3 separate regions of the Mus musculus genome follow, and all the other regions are linked to region 1. The links are chromatin contacts, called in public Hi-C and promoter capture Hi-C maps. All regions are on one chromosome and are shown on one strand. Each heading gives the region's core, a stretch centred on a gene start, on an enhancer-like site or on the middle of the called end of the contact. The rest is flanking DNA. Distances are from core to core; before and after follow the strand shown. Region 1 holds the start of Zfp386 (zinc finger protein 386 (Kruppel-like)). Region 2 holds the start of Ptprn2 (protein tyrosine phosphatase, receptor type, N polypeptide 2). Region 3 has its middle 9.9 kb from the start of Gm25112.

The links. Promoter capture Hi-C pulls out the DNA fragments that hold promoters and counts their contacts. A called contact is a pair of places that touch in the nucleus more often than the background predicts.
Region 2: a contact with region 1 is called in a promoter capture Hi-C map of hippocampal neurons, with 2.3 times the contacts expected there. The contact joins the promoter of Ptprn2 here to the promoter of Zfp386 in region 1. A contact is called at or near these places in 7 of 39 promoter capture datasets (cranial neural crest, embryonic stem cells, hematopoietic stem and progenitor cells and 4 more) and 1 of 484 Hi-C or Micro-C datasets (embryonic stem cells).
Region 3: a Hi-C map of adipose-derived mesenchymal stem cells shows a contact between it and region 1, with 1.7 times the contacts expected there. The contact joins the enhancer-like site here to the promoter of Zfp386 in region 1. A contact is called at or near these places in 3 of 39 promoter capture datasets (the 3T3-L1 cell line, cranial neural crest and embryonic stem cells), 2 of 484 Hi-C or Micro-C datasets (adipose-derived mesenchymal stem cells and bone marrow-derived macrophages), 1 of 115 datasets of contacts at active chromatin or transcription factors (bone marrow-derived macrophages) and 1 of 9 other capture datasets (macrophages).

Annotation. Positions count from the first base shown.
Region 1 is chr12:116,046,075-116,049,198 of GRCm38.p6, forward strand. Zfp386 (zinc finger protein 386 (Kruppel-like)) reads left to right here and starts at 1,650. Exons shown (of 3, transcript NM_019565.4): 1 at 1,650-1,792. The coding sequence starts at 1,784.
Region 2 is chr12:116,484,135-116,487,258 of GRCm38.p6, forward strand. It overlaps Ptprn2 (protein tyrosine phosphatase, receptor type, N polypeptide 2), which reads left to right and starts at 1,586. Exons shown (of 23, transcript NM_011215.2): 1 at 1,586-1,839. The coding sequence starts at 1,731.
Region 3 is chr12:116,465,561-116,468,684 of GRCm38.p6, forward strand. No RefSeq gene overlaps it. Among named protein-coding and RNA genes, the nearest start is that of Gm25112, 9.9 kb to the right of the region's middle. Within about 2 kb of position 1,676, at least 65 of the 459 cell types and tissues checked have an H3K27ac peak or open chromatin away from gene starts, as enhancers often do. A contact at or near this core is called in adipose-derived mesenchymal stem cells, where this site is marked.

The DNA of each region.
Region 1 (3,124 bases), core at 400-2,899:
AATGCCATGGATTCTATGAGAGTGACCTAGTGATGGGGGCCACACCCTGAACCCGCCATCTTCTGTAACCAGGCAAGACCTCAAGTGGAGGGATTGGAACACCAACCCAATCACAAAACCTTAGAGCTACAGTTTGTCCTATTTGCAGAGTCTTCTGGGACCTGAGCCTAGCGGAATTGTCATCCGGAGACTTCATCCAGCAGCTGATGGATGCAGAGTCCCACAGACTAACATTAGGCTGAGCTGTGGGAGGAGGTGGAGGAAGAGGAAGAAGGATCGGAGGAACCAGAGGGATCAGGGATACCACAGGAACATGGCCCACAGAATCAACTGACTGGAGCTCGTCGAGGCTCTCAGAGATCAGAGAGCATGTAGGGATCTGACCTAGGTCTTCTGCATATCAGTTATTGTTGAGTAGCTTGGTCTCTTGTGGAATTCCTAACAGTGAGAACAGGAGTTGTCACTGATACTGTTGTCTACCTGTGGGACCCTTTCCATCCTACTGGATTGCCTCATACAGCCTTGATGTGAGTGAAGTCTTATTGTAGCTTGTATGCAGTGTTTGGTCCCTGGGAGGTCTGCTCTTCCCTGAGGGGAGGAGGCTAGTTGGATATGGGGGAGAAGGGAAGTTGGGGGGAGGACTACCATGGGGATGTAAAATATATGATAGAAGAATAAAGAATAAACAAAATAAGAACAAATCTTAAAAAAAATTTAAAAGGTCACTGACAAAAGAAAGGAAGGAAGAAAACAAGCAAGCAAGCAGCATCCTACTGCAGTTAATATTTCCATTATAATTACAAGAGAATTTAGGACCAAAGACATCAACCCTTTCTATCTTCTAAACCATCCTTCTAGCCATAGTCCATAATTGGATCATCAATTACTAAATTCTCCACTAATATATTAGCAAGTGTCATTAATCTTGAAGGGCCCTTGATAACTGTCACATTAGAAACTGTATTATATGAAATAAAATCTTTAAGCAAGCATAACACAAGAATTTTTCCCTTTTCTACTAGCATCATATTAGGTACAATCCTGATATCCCAAGCCATTTGTAACATCCGTTTGATGCTTCCTTTTCTAAAAAAATTAGTGCTACCAGGGAAAGAAGGGTCTCCTTTCAAGCTGATTATGAGGGAAGGGTACATCCTCACTGGCCCCTGAACATGTTAATGCCTGTTCAGCACTCGGATATGAAGCGTGCTCTAGCACACACCGCTCTTTAAATTTCTTAAAATGAACACTAGAATAGTTTAAACTGAACCTCTCATTTGTACTGGACACTGCTGACTTGGGAATGCTTCCTATCTCAAAACCCAGGAAGGAGATCCGAGTCCAAACATGGTCTAGGAAATATAAAATTAATTGTCGTTATGTTCCCTGACTTGTGGACCATATGATTACACAAGTACAAGTGATGAGTCGCAAGGCATAACGAAGAAGGAAAAGCCACAGGTCGCCCTGGAAACTAAATCCGTCGAAGCCCGCCTCAAAAACAGGTTCATCCTAGAACTTGCCTTTCGGACCTCATTCGGCCGTGGGTTGGTGCTATCTGATGTCAATCAAGATCAGGAGGGCGGGGCGGGAGTGATGGCAGTCACTTTGCTGGAAAAGTATTGGCTGAGAACCCGCCAATCAAGTTCACAGAGCCTTGACAATATCGCGAGTCCACATCCCGTACGCGACCTTTGTGTTGGAAAATGTGAGCGTGTTTTCCAGCTTTTGGAAGCCCCGGTGGCCCTTACGAAATCACGGGTGCTGGAGATGCAGGAGAGCCATGGAGATGGTGAGCAATGGTCGCGAGGCTGCGCGGAGGGTTGAGTAGGCGGGAGTCTGCGCTCCGAGGGGGCGCCGGGCGGGCCTGGTCGGCTCGGCCTAGGGCGGAGTTGGGCGGCTGCACGGACCTGGCGTCCTCGGGTGCCCCGGAAGGGAGGAGCAGAGCAAACACTGATTTTGCTACCAGGCCTTTGCCTTGCAGCGGCCTCTGTGTCTGCAGCCAGCAGACTGCGGGAGATGGCCTGAAGGAGCATCAGATAATCCAGTCTCCGTGGCGGAGGTTCCTGCGGGACAGCAGCGGGGCTCCCGCTCGCCTCCCAGAGTTTTCCCGTTTCCCCCTTGCGCCTGGTGGATGTACCAGAAATAGGTCAGATCCGAAACTCTTTCCCCACCCTGCAACTCTGTGTGCCATTCCCAATCAATATCAACTGATGGGTTACCGTGATGTATTTCAATCAGATGGCTTTTGACATCGTTTTTCTAAAGATTTAATGAATGGCGCTTTATCGTTGGCTTTCTTTAAGTTTTTGTATCAGTATATATTAATTATACATCCTAATGAGTTTCATTATGGCATTTTCACACATGCATATGTATTTTGAACATATCCTCCATTGTTTCTTTCCTGTCCCTCTCCCACGATAACTCCCTTCTTTCCTAGCTGCTCTAGGATAGACAAAAGTCTATCGTTTGGTAAGCCAAGGAACTTCGTTAGGGTTATTTACCGAGGGATTAATTACAGGAGCCCGGGCATATAATTAGTGGCAACAGGACACTAGAAAATATCTCTCAACCACTTACCAACTGTTCACTGCCCACAAATCCTCAGGGAGGGGTGAGGACAAGGAAGTATTGTTAGGTCCAGTCTTTTGCAGGTCTGCGCATTTAATCACATTTGCTGTCATACATGTGAGATATCCTCAGAATACCATTTTGTAGAAATTTTGCGTCTTTTGCTTCTTAACAGTTCACCCTTTCAACACCCAGGCTGGTTGTTTGTTTAAGTCTTTTGATTTGGTTTTTGTACGCTCCTCCTTTCGCCTTCTAAGCCACAGATACCTTCCCACAATGTTTTTCGGTTGAGTTTTTCCCCTTTCGTGACCCCCACCCTCAGCTTTAGTGATTTCCTGCACTTGGGCCTGGCACCTTGTGTCCACAACTGCTGTGTGCTTATTATCTAGCACACATTGACCTCTGTGCCCACTCCTTAGACAACAGCCTGAGCTTCGAGGTGCAGTGAGGGAGCAGCTGGATGCCCTCAGGCTCGTAGACTCTGACCTTAGAAGCCCTTTTGTTTGTTGTATGCATGTCTTGGTGACCAAGAACAGTATTGAAGTCAACA
Region 2 (3,124 bases), core at 336-2,835, 440 kb after region 1:
TCTGTGTGTTTTCTTTTCCTGTTGTTCTTGTCCCCAGAGTCATGACATGACTGTTAGGATATCAGAGGACATATCTGCCCACCCAGGCAGTCCCCTGCTACTCCATTCATCCTTACCCCCCCCCACACACACACATATACCCCTGAGCTCATCCATGTTTCGGCATCAGGGATCAAGGATATTCTAGACGAGCTGAGGATGGCACTTGAAGCAGTTCTTGGAGTTTGCAAGAGAATCGGTGTCATTGATGTCTGCTTAAGGGTCTTACACCGTTTGGGGGTGTAGTGTTCTAACTGCTAATGCTACTGAAAATGGTGAACAGAGCCAAAGTGATATGAGGCTTACCATCCTTCTTCCTAACCAGACAGGCATTTTCAGGACCACAGGCAACACCTTTGTAGGGGACCCTGTTGCTGTGAAGTGTTGCGGTGGTCTTCTGGAGTAACGGCTTTTTCTACTAAGGTACATTCTCACTTCCCCAGGTTGGGGGCACAAGGTCTGAAGGAGAGACTGGGATAAAAGATTTGGAAGGCAAAATCAGGATGGGGCCCAACAAAGGCGCGAGAATAGATGTCAGAATCTTCAGGCCCAACACCTAGTTTAGTTAGTTGTAGATAGGCCGGACTGAAAGATAGCTCCGTCACTGCTGCCCCAAGCCCCAGTCAGACCAAATAGAGGCAGTCTTTCTCCAAGGGACCTTGTGGCAAGGGGCATTAAAGGGAGGGATGGAAGGAAGTGAGAGGACTGGCCAGGCAAGGGAGGGCAAACTCAGGATGGTGGTTGGGACTCCTAGCAGTGACACAATGACACGAAATGGAAAGATACTGGCTCTATGGGAGACCTGAGGGAGGAAGTGGGCTGTTCCCTTAAACGCAAGCATGCATACGTTGAGACTGTTACATTCAAAACAAACCCACTCACATATACACACACACCTCCCACAGTCTTCAGATGCCAGGGGTACCACCCCATTGAATCCTGCCTTTGTCTATGGGTCTTTTGGAAAGTGGTCTGAGAATCTGCACTTGGTCCCTCAGCACTGGCCATTCCAGGGATAGACTGGACTGTGAGCATGGAAGGCCCCCAGGTAAACATGTCTAAAATTCGGACTCGACGCCGCATGGGGTACACTCCACGGTCACTCTGACTCCTTTTGTTCTGTTTGAGGACTCCATCTGCAACTCCCACCCCATCAGCCTCCTATTCAGGCCCTGCACAAAGTTGAAGTTTTCCTCTCTTGGCCTACCTTCGAGATGCAGCTTCCAGTGGATCTATGCCTGCAGACCCCAACAGCTGCCACCACTTACTGCGGACAGTTGAGTTTAAACACTGAATAAGAGGGAGTTTGGTGTTTCAGCAGCACAACCACACTTCCAAGTGTCCTTTCTCCACGAACCGATCTGGACACTGCAGGGTGACCCTCGAAGATCCCAAGCAGAAGGGACCACAGCTTGTGGGGATAGAACCCGCTTCTCGGGAGGGGAGCGAGCACCTCCTGCCTATCCCCCGCGAGGTGGGCGTGCCTGAACGTGCATGGCTGACAGAGGGCGTGGTCATGGGCGGGGCCGGCGGCGGGGGTGGGGCCGGTGGCGCTGTCCGGTGCTGAAGCTCGGCCGGCGCCGCCGCAGGAGCGCTGAGAGCGCCGCGAAAGGAGCTGGCGCCGCCTCGCTAAGTCCCTATCGGTCCTTGCTCCCGCGCGGCCATGGACTGAGCGCCAACCGGCTGCGGGGATGGGGCCGCCGCTCCCGCTTTTGCTGCTGCTGCTGCTACCGCCGCCGCTGCCTCGCGCTCTGCCCGCCCCCGCGTCTGCCCGCGGCCGGCAGCTCCCGGGGCGCCTGGGTGAGTGAGGGGCGCGGGGATGGGAGCTGGCGCTGGGTTCTGTGTGCCCGTGCGCAGCCGCAGGGCCCGCGGGCCCGCCGTGCGTCTTCCGGTCCTCGCCAGCTACGTGGGGCGGGTCTCGCCCCCCTCCCCGCCTCAGTTTCCCTCCCCAGTGACCGACCCCACCCCCTTTGGCTATGGGCCCCTGCGTCAAGGACCTGGGACAGCTCAACCATACGGTTGTCCACGCCCCGCGTGTTTGTGCATCCCGGAGTGTCCACGCTTTGCGCGTGCCCCAAGTGTCTATGAGCCCTGCCTGCTCTCGTGTTCCCTACGTGTGTCCGTGCGCTCCGCGTGCTACCTGAAGGGCCAGGACGTGGCTTAGTGAGTGGCTGGGTCCTTCCATGGAGGCTGTCCTCTCCTGCTACCATGCGCTGCGCCTGCCTTTTCCCTCTCACGAGGCAAATCCTCGGTCTGCCGGTGAAGACTGGACCGACATTTTCCTTTCCTGACACGCGGAAGGAAAAGGAAAGGCGACAGGGAGGGAGGGCGGAACTGGTGGCCTTTCTGACATGGCACCTCCCTCCTGCTAATCTTGTCTGTTAAGGAGATTTACCACAAACCCAATGTTTGTAAGAGGCTTTGGGGCCAGAATTACAACACATAATGGACTAGAACAATCAGTATTAGAGGAGAGAGTGTGCACGCCTGTGGATGGTAGGCAGTGAGGGGTGAGCTGCAGCCTTGGCCCGAGCTCCCCTCAGGCTCCACACCTCCTTCCTCCCGCCTCTGGTCTTCAGAGGTGTTTCAACCTTGCAAAACTCAAAGAAAGGGACTGCAGAGAGGAGGGATCTTTGCTCTCCCAGCCCTTTGGCTGGCTTAGGGCTGGTTCCCTAGGCTTTCCTGGCCTCCTGATCTCTCCACACCGAGGGTCTAGTTTAGTTTGCAGGAACTACTTAGGATGGAAAGTAGGCCCTTGCCTACCACATGAGACTCCTTGAACAGGCATTTTTTTCCCCAGTCTACTTCCCCCATGACCAGCTCACAGGCCCCTTATTCCTCACTGAGTGGCTAAATGTGTCCTTTATTCAATAGGGGTGTGTGTGTGTGTGTGTGTGTGTGTGTGTTCTGGATGTGTGTGTGTGTGTGTGTGTGTGTGTGTGTGTGTGAAGCTTTTGCCTTGTTCACCCCAGATGAACCCAGAAGACTAAGATATACATTAATTTTCTCTCTCCTATTCCTTTCTTACTGGCTAGAAACTGGCCTGTTACTTCTTGGGAGAGCTGATTGCCCAGATGGCCAGATG
Region 3 (3,124 bases), core at 426-2,925, 420 kb after region 1:
TTACTAAATGGCTCAGCAGTTAAGAGCACTTGTTTTTTCTAGAAGGCCTGAGTTTGCTTCTCTGAACCTACATTGGGTGGCTCTTAGCCACATGTTAACTCCAGGTCCAGGGGTTAATATTGCTGTTACATCTGAAGCAACCATGGTCTGTTTTACAAGAAGTTTCTAGGAGCAAGGAGACTTCCATACATGCTCCTAGTGTGCCCAACAATGAATGTCTAATCATCCATGTAAGCCCAGGCATTGTGCCACCCCCATGCCTAGGCTACTTCATGGTGAGGAATGTAGAATCCAGGAGGCCTAGACACCATTGTAGCTTTAATTTTTCTCAACCCTACTTTTTTTTTTGGTTTTTCGAGACAGGGTTTCTCTGTATAGCCCTGGCTGTCCTGGAACTCAAGCTGTAGACCAGGCTGGCCTCAAACTCAGAAACCTCCTGCCCCTGCCTCCCAAGTGCTGGGATTAAAGGCGTGCGCTACCTCATCTGGCTCAACCCTACTTTTAATAAGGGTTCTTAAATGCTTTAACCTCCCTTCTAGCCCACCACCCACCAGTGGTAGTAGAAAAGAAAGGTTATTTAGGATACAGGGGAACTGGACCTGTTTAGAAATTGTTCTTTGGAGCAAATCCCATCTGTGTTGTCAAGAATCATCAGTAGAATTTACAGGATTCAGCAGCAGCAGCTCGATCCACTCGAAAATACTTCACAAATAATACCAGCAGTCTAGTTCAGTAGAGTCAGGATAACAAACAGGAATCAGTAGCCGTGGCACGACCTAGCAGAGACAGCCAGGCCTCAGCCAAATCGGCGAGTCAGCAGGAGGGATTAGGTCCAGCAGGGATGCCAGGATAAGTTCTTTGCAGTGGTTCAATGAAGTGAAGATCAGCCAAGACCAAGAGCAGTGTTGCAGAGCTAGCTATGCCAGCAAGCCCCTCTCAGTGTCCATTCAGTCCTATTTATACTCCCTCCAAGCATCATGTGGCCTCCATGGCTTTGCCTCACCTTGTGAGTCTGTATCAGCTGAAATCACTCTGCCTATCTGCCGAGTTGGAGGAAGTGGCAAGAAGCTGCCAACACACCACCAGAAGTTTTTTGGAGCATTTCTCTCTATGGAGTCATGACAAATGGAGCTCAACAGCCCAGTGTAAGTAAGGCAGACTAATACATGCATGTCATTAGAGAAGAATCCCTCATCGTGTCCTTTCATGTGCTTGCTTTAGCAAAATATCCTTTCACTTGTGTCCGCTTTGGGGAGATGTTCCTACATGAGTTTACCCTGGCAAAACACCATCCCAGGACAACTGACTTTCCAAAGAAACCCGAAGCGTCCACTTCACACCACGTCCCCAAGACTGTTTTCATTCTGATGGTAAAGTTTTGTATTCCATCAGTTACTTCACATTCTCCTCAAAATGGATGTGTTGGTATGTGCATGCTGCTAAATGGGATGGTGACATCTTGGGGCTTTGGTTTACATTGCTTAGAGCTTTAAAAAAAAACACACCCCACACCCACACAGGAAAAAAAAGGTGTGTGTTGGGGGATGCCCTCTGACTGTAGTGTGCACTTTCCAGTGCATTCTGCTGACTGGGTGGCTGCTTCAAGACTTGGTGCCTGACGCATCCTGCTGGGTGTGGAGCAGTGACTCGCTTGGTTGTGGTTTACACTGCCCAATGCACGCTGATGGGTATGGCTATGGGGTGGTTACTTCCTGGATTTGGCTTACACTGTGTGATACACTCTTCTGGGTGTAGGCGGTGACTCAGGTGCCTTGGCTTTGCACTGCCTGATGTTTGCTGTTTCCCACCTTTGCAGGGAAATGGCTACTCTGACCTCTGATCTATTGTCTACGTACAGTGGCACTTTATGTCTTGCTGCGTTGTCTGAGTTCTTTATATGCTGCCTTGGTTCAGTCTCACCATTGTTTCTGTTCCTTGGCGGTCCCTTGCGTATCTTTGCTCTGGGGAGTTTCTGAAAGTGTTAGCCTTTCACTCCTTTTTATTCTGGAGCCCTGTCCTGCTGCTCCCAGGCTCCCACGTCCCAGAACAACATAGCACTGGTCTCTGTCTTATGTTAGTGACTTCATGTGAATATCTGCCCGTCTTTACTGAATTGTAAGAACAGTCACTGAAAAACAGATTGATACTGAGCATGTCTAGACAGACAAATAGATAAGTGGATGGATGGCAATTCAAGTAGACTTCATGAGCAGTTAAGACTGAGCCAAGGCTCTGGGACAGTCAGGTGTACTCTGGGTTCCAGGTATACACATTAGGTGGTTATGTGATAGGTTGCTGGGTTGCTGTTGTCTATCACAATGCTATCTATGTGTTCTCTTTGTGTGGTCCAGGTGATGATGTTATACTTCTCTTTGTCTGATGTGTTTCTTAAGTTCTCAGTCCTAGTTTTCCTGATGTGTCTTTAGTATTCCCCTGTGCTCATACATACCCAGTCTACTTAAATTGGTGGTTTCTATGGTAGTTTGAATGAGAATCACCCCCATAGCCTCATGTTTGAATACTCTAAAAGAGGTTGCCAGATAGGAACACCAGCTCACACACACACACTCCTTTTCTCTCCCTACCCCATCCCTTCACTTTCTTCCTGGGCAGGTCTCTCACTGTGTAGTTCAGGCTGGCCTTGAACTTACAGTCCTGCCTCATTTTGAATGCTGGGATTCCAGGTAGACAGTCTGGTAAATGGATTTCTGGAGGTGTTTAGTTGCCTGATTCCTGTCTGTCTATTATCATGAGGGTGCAGTTCTGTCCATCCATCAGCATTATATGAGAATGTCCTTTCCCTCAACCTTTCCAGCCCTATGATATGCTAGCAGCATTTGTAGAGAAATGAGGAAAAGTATATTACCTAGTTTTAATTTTAGCTTCTGGGCCAGTTGGTTCTTTTCCTGAACTCTCTGGATGTCTTTCCTCAACTTCACTGCTGATTTCTGAGTGGCTTGTGCTGCCATCTGTCCTGGAGTGGGTGGAGGAGGCCAATTGCTTCTCCCTTCACCACTGCCAGCTTCCAGCGTGACTTTCCTTGGTATGTTAAGATATACCACTATATATTCTGATTTCCATCTTTTAAAACAGGCACTTTCTTCAGTTGGATTTATGCCTCTTA